Regions from separate parts of the Gossypium hirsutum genome. Here region 2 is linked to region 1. Evidence: chromatin contacts called from public Hi-C data. All regions are on one chromosome and are shown on one strand. The core of a region is the stretch at or near the end of the contact, and the rest is flanking DNA. Distances in the headings are between cores, read along the strand shown. Region 1 holds the start of LOC107962015 (glycosyltransferase BC10). Region 2 holds the start of LOC107962053.

Region 1 (3,166 bases), core at 613-3,112:
CATAGCTAAGGTCATGTTCTACACTCTTTTGAAGGCAATGTTGCATTATCTGCAAAGAAGTATACACTTCCTACAGGATTATAGTCTTTATAGATGGTTTATAATGACCAATTTACTATGCCTTTATGTTAAATAACCCAGGAATTCTCCAGATCAGATAATATTTTACCAGTGTGATCCAGAAGGAATTTCATCAATTTAGCCATTTATGAGTGCACAACTAACAAGAATATTGAAACCTAAGATCCTTGGTAGCTTTCTGAGAGAAGATTAAATTTTTAATCAGGTGACAGAGGAAATCGAAGGGACAAGGTTCAACACTGGAATTTCTGCAATGATGGAGTTCATTAATGCAGCATATAAGGTTTTATTTATTGAGAAAATGAAGCTCGACCCTTTTTTTGGTCTTTTTCTCTTTTGCTATATACAGGCAGATCCTTATACTGTTTTGGTACACATAGAATAAATAACATGAATACTTTCCTCTTCTTGATGTTTTTTATATGTATTTTTTTAAGGAATAGTACTTCCTTGGCTTTTAATTACCTTGTGATGTTGTGGGGGTAGTTGGTGTTAAAAGTACAGTGTGCATATCAGGTCTGAAGCAAAGTTGAATATGCTTGTGATCTACCTACATAAGTTGTTTATCTGCTAATCTGCAAAGGCCCACTCTTATGCACCATTCTTGGGAAGATTTTATTTTGGGGCAATTGCCTTCAGTCTTTTTTAACATTTTCTTTAGTTAGGTCCTGTTAAATCACTTTTCGTGTGATGTCTACGAGAATGCCACCTCCATATTCTTCAGTTTTCTGTTTGATGCTTTTGTTTGTGTATTTGTGATCTGATTTCTTCTTTCAATCATGCCATCAGTGGGATAAGCAGCCAAAAGCAATTATTGAAGCATTTGTCTTGTTGCTTTCACCTTATGTACCTCACATGGCTGAGGAGATTTGGTCTCGCCTTGGTCATCCAGATTCAATAGCATACGAGGCCTTCCCTAAGGTATGATTTCTGTTCAAATTTATATTTACATAATTTTACTACTCGTATTTGTAGAATCACCTGCTACAGGCCTCAAATCTTATTCATACTCCGATGACAGGCTGATCCTGCATACTTGAAGGAATCAACCGTCGTACTACCTGTCCAGATAAATGGCAAGACTAGAGGTACAATTCAGGTCGAAAAAGGATGTTCAGAGGAGGATGCATTTACATTAGCTTCACAAGACGAGAAACTCTCAAAATATCTCAATGGGAAACCGATCAAAAAGAGAATCTTTGTTCCTGGAAAGATCTTAAACGTTATATTGGATCGTCAAAACGTCAAGGCAGGAAGCATCCAATAATTTTCGTGTACCAGCATTTATATTTGTGCCCCACATTTTTAAATGCAGAGATCCCAAACAGTTTTGAGTACAGCATCCTTGCATCCACGTTGCAAATGCAAACTAGTGCATATATTAAAGAGTACAGGTTCTAACATTTCAAGTTTTAAATCATACAAACAGATTTGACAAGCTTTGAACATTAAAACAGCTGTTTTTTTTTCCTTTTTTTCTTTTTACAGGAACAGGACAGCTCCCTACAGGATTGGTCTTTGGATCTTTGGCTTTAGGGTTTAGACATCCGTTAAATTGGAATTACATGTTTATATATAGATAGATGATACTTGTTGTAACATTTTAAAGCCAAATATAAATATCTCATGATCTTGGTGTGCAAAATTGCAAAATCCGAAGATTCCTTTGTCTCTGAATCTGTAACTTAAAGATTTTAATTTTATCCGTCACCCAAAACCCAACAACTTGATGGCATTGGTTCATGTTATACATTAACTTACCTTTGAAGGAAAAATGGGCTAACAACCATGAGCCCAACCTATTTTAATGGCGGTGGCCGGTGGCGTCGGTAAGTGGGAAAATGAAATTAATAAACCAACCCAAAACGACAATTTCGGAGTTGACGTGGGCGAGACAATAGATTGGAATAATCCCGACCCAACGCAACCTAATAACCTACGCACGCAGTATTTCTTAATTTTTTAATTTTAAAATGCTCTGTCTGTGTTTCTCTCTAGCTGTAGCTATGGGTATAAAAACCCTTCATTGTGAACACGTTTATCTTCTCTTTCCTGACCTTGTTTTCTTGAAACTTGTTGATTGATGATTGGATTATTTATGCTAATTAATGATATAATTTATGAAGATGCTGATAAAAGGCTTGATCTTGAGTAGGCAGTGATCGGTTGCCGCCGGAAGAAGCATGACGAAGAAAGCTGCCGCCGTCGCTCCGGTACTAGTGCGCCATGTTATCTGGTTAGGCTGGAAACTCGTGGTCTTCCTATCCTTCGCTCTTTGCTTCATCGCTCTCCTCCGCCTCCATTTCTCCCCCGACATCTCTTCTCCTACTAACTCTCTCTCTCGTACCCGTTGGAGATCTCGTATTCCTCGCTACAACTTCGATGGTCCCCCTAAGATCGCTTTTCTCTTCCTGGCCCGCCTCAACCTCCCTCTCGATTTTCTCTGGGGTAGCTTTTTCGAGGTTCGTTTCCCTCTTTTACTCCTCCCTCCCCCCCCCGAAAAACCCCCTGCCTTTTTCATACTTCAGCTAATTTTGATGTGGAACTTCCTTACAGAACGCTGACGCAGCCAATTTCTCCATTTATATACACTCCGCCCCTGGCTTCATCTTCGACGAGACGACTTCTCGATCGCATTTCTTTTATAACCGGCAATTGACTGATAGCATTCAGGTGATTACTCGTTAAAAGATTTAAACTTTAAAAAAAAAAGCTCAATAAAAAATGATATGGGTGACCTTATATTTTTTGTTGCAGGTAGCATGGGGAGAATCAAGTATGATAGAAGCTGAAAGATTGTTACTTGCAACTGCTCTACAGGATCCTGCGAATCAAAGATTTGTTCTTCTCTCTGACAGGTCTGGACTTTTTAACTAATTACCTTGATGGGTATTTTTGTTTATATTATAATTAATTAAATGAAGGGCTTTTTTTTTTAATAGCAAGTTGTTTTATCTTTGTGCAGTTGTGTTCCTCTATACAACTTCAGCTATATCTATAGATATCTTATGGCTTCTTCTAGGAGTTTCGTGGACAGGTAGATGGCGGGCCTTTTTCATTCTTGAGGTGCCAAGCATTGATTCAT
Region 2 (3,297 bases), core at 460-2,959, 310 kb before region 1:
AGCCTAATTGTTTCTTAAACCAATGAATTGTTTCTGATTCAGTCTTTGTTTGCAGTCGTTTTGATTCAATGATTGTCTTTGGTCTACCCGATGAGCATAACCGTCAGCAAATAGCAGCTCAGTATGCAAAGCATCTTACAGAATCCGAGTTGGCTGAACTTGCTCGAATCACCAACGAGTAAGTTCAATTTGTTATCATAATTTCTTCAGTACATTCAATGTCTCTAAATATGACGAAAGCTAAGTAGAAAAACCTCCTGTTTAATATCTGAAAGTTTTATACTAGGATTAAACATTTTTTCAAATAGAACTTATCTTCTACCATTCGCATGCATCATTTAACAAATAATTAATCAGCCTTGCTTATCGACATATCCAGAATGTCTGGTAGGGACATCCGGGATGCATGCCAACAAGCAGAGCGGTCATGGGCGTCAAAGGTATTAGCTATCTGACCTTAAGTCTCAATATGTTTTGATCTATAAATACCACGTTCTATTATTTACATTCATTCATGGTTTTCACAGCTTATTCGAGGACAAGCAACAAATAACAAAGAACAACCAGCTCTCCCACCTTTGGAGGAATACATCAGAAGTGCCACTAATCGAAGACAGGCCCTTCTCAGTTTTGCAGAGCAGAGAAACCAAAAGCCAAGCCCTCGTATGAAGAAACCTCCATTAGATTTGTTGTCTTTGCAATCTACAGCACTTTAGGTGATTACATTTGTAGAGAGACAAGGACTTTTGCAGAGATAGATAGATTTTTCATTTAATATAATAATCAGTACATTACATATATATAGTATATAAAATCCCAACTTCATTTTCATCCTCAATTTTGATAAATAAACCAAAGATTATTCAATTAATTTTAGTGAATCTTCAGAAGATTAAGTTGCACTGCAACAAGCTCAGCAGCAAAGCTCCTTGTCTGCATTTGAAAGGAAGAAAAAAAGTTACTTTTATAACGATATTGATAATATCGTTATTGTCATTAAAGTGGTTATTCTGATTTTCTTTTTACTGATGAATTTGTATTATTGATAACAGTTAAGGGATTAAATCTGTAATTTTAGCATAGTATAGGGACTAAAACCATAATTAGATAGAGAGTAAAATGGAGAGAAACGACACTTTTTTTTACCTAACAGAGGAATCCCTTGGTTCGTCATCTGCTCCAAGCTTCCGTTTCCAGGTATCAGCATCTCCGGCGACAAACGAAGCGATCTGGGACTGAGTTCGGAACATCATCCGAGTCAATTCGGCCTCGGATTCCGCCCTCCGTTTCTCCGCCTCACATCTGGAGGCTTCCATTGCCTTGACCATCTCCATCCCGGCCAGCTCCATCCTAAGAATCGAATCAGAGAAGACACGAAGACCGGCGGAGAGATCAGTGAAGTGCGTAGAATCACAATCAGAGTCGCAGTCGTCGGAATCAAAAGTGGGTGGACTGTTCGAATCTTCTTCGTCGAGGTTTGGAGTGTCGGAGGGGTGTGGGTTAGAGAAAAACCCAGCATCGCAGGTGTATTTTAGACAATTATCGTCTTTGGTGAGGGTCGGATTGGGTGGAGCAGTCGGGTCCGCCATTAACGCTACGAGTAGAGGCTTTGCTCTGCCTGGGTAGACAATATCAGTAAAGGGAATAAGAGTTTACTGGGTTGTTGGTAACCGGTCGGTAAAATGAGACAAAAGTGGATGCCATGTCATAGTTTGCTCCGTACTCAGGGTCCCACCATTTAAGCATCCAAGTTTCTATTACATTATTAATAATACGAAAATAAAAATAAAAAAATACCAAAATGTTGGCAAAATAACACCTATAGGCGGTTTTTTAATTAATTAGGGTTTTCAACTGAAATGATGAAAAATTTTAAGCAGTTTTGAGGGGTCGGAGATGTAATAATGCGCCTCAATATGCATACATTTCATATGTCATGGCGGAATAAGACCATGACCTTAGAAACTCATTGTAGAGAAATTCAGTTTCTACATACATTTGGTTCACATACCTTTCTCTAAACTTCTCCAGAAAGGACTCATAAGTCACATTGGTCAATGTTTCCTACCACTCGTAGGCTTCTCCTTCCAACAATAATATGACACACAAGAGACTATCTTCTGACATGCATTTTAATTCCCTTATCACTCTGCAAACTAGAGACAGCCGCTGTTCAACCATAATGAGATCATCGCCTTTGTCACCCAGAAATTCCTTAGCACCCCTTTTATGTATTTCTTTCACAAGGTCTCCTTTAGGTGGAGTTACAATCGGTACTGGTGGTGTAGTTGGTGATGGGCGAACCACTTCTGGTTGTGGTTACTGAGGCTATTGAGGTTGGGGTGCTTGAGTATTCTCCATAAATTTATCAAATATTTGTGCCATCATCGTAAAAAAGACGTTTTCGGAAGCATTTCCAGTTGCTCTCAAACCAGCTGCAGGTGCTTTAGTTGGAATATGGGGCACATGGCTTTCAATTTCTTCACCGGTCACTTCTTTTGATCCTTCAGACATTGTTGTCACACTATAAGAAAATTCAGATTAGTTTCAATTACAGGGACTATGCCAAAGGCGTATCATGCATGCTAGGGCATGACACAACACTTAATTTTTTCGAGAATCAGCTTAACCTTAGATTTGATACCAAACATGTAACACGCCAAACCCGACCCTATGATAGGATCTAAGCTTGATGTGTCACTACTCAAAATCGGACTAATTTATGGCAAAACAATTTGGAGGAAGCTTTATAAAATTATTACAAAAGTATACATATAAACATATAATAGTTGTGGTTTTACTAAAGTTTGAAATAACGTTCAAAACATTTGGCGTATAAGTTCAAATATAATAACTTCATTAATCAGAATGTAATAATTCAAATCCAGACATTAATACTTAATAGAAATCTTGTAAAAACAGAGTTTTGTCAAAATAGAAGTTCTTTATGTAGTTCATTTCCAAAATACATTTATACGCCACACTAAAGAGTCATGCATGATACAGAACAAAACAGCCAGCTCACAATAGCAACAACACTCTGGCATAGTCCTTTTAACAAAGTCTTCCTTCAGTCAGCAAGCTTGAGAAGGAAAAGGTAATGGAGTAAGTTCATATGAACTTAGTGAGTTCCAAAGATATATTATACATATCTTTACTTACAATACAATTGAACCTTTTCGAGGGACTTATACACGATAAACATAGTACTCCCAATGGCTTCTACAAAATTGATCCACCATGAATTACACTATTATCTACATCCTTTTTTGTAACAGCCCGTTTTTAGTGAAATCA

Evidence for each region. Hi-C and Micro-C count contacts between places; a contact is called where the count stands out from the background.
Region 2: a contact with region 1 is called in a Hi-C map of leaf, with 1.7 times the contacts expected there. The contact joins the promoter of LOC107962053 here to the promoter of LOC107962015 in region 1. A contact is called at or near these places in 2 of 34 Hi-C or Micro-C datasets (hypocotyl and leaf).

Annotation. Positions count from the first base shown.
Region 1 is chrA06:117,490,341-117,493,506 of Gossypium_hirsutum_v2.1, reverse strand. LOC107962015 (glycosyltransferase BC10) reads left to right here and starts at 1,862. Exons shown (of 10, transcript XM_041115976.1): 1 at 1,862-2,543; 2 at 2,638-2,754; 3 at 2,839-2,939; 4 at 3,047-3,118. The coding sequence starts at 2,265. It overlaps LOC107962013 (leucine--tRNA ligase, chloroplastic/mitochondrial), which reads left to right. Exons shown (of 21, transcript XM_041115975.1): 17 at 1-10; 18 at 287-364; 19 at 871-1,002; 20 at 1,103-1,469; 21 at 1,570-1,726. The coding sequence ends at 1,348.
Region 2 is chrA06:117,800,938-117,804,234 of Gossypium_hirsutum_v2.1, reverse strand. LOC107962053 reads right to left here and starts at 1,709. Exons shown (of 2, transcript XM_016898274.2): 1 at 1,147-1,709; 2 at 458-933. The coding sequence starts at 1,589. The coding sequence ends at 885. LOC107962052 (outer mitochondrial transmembrane helix translocase) reads left to right here. Exons shown (of 14, transcript XM_041115978.1): 12 at 56-178; 13 at 380-440; 14 at 528-831. The coding sequence ends at 716.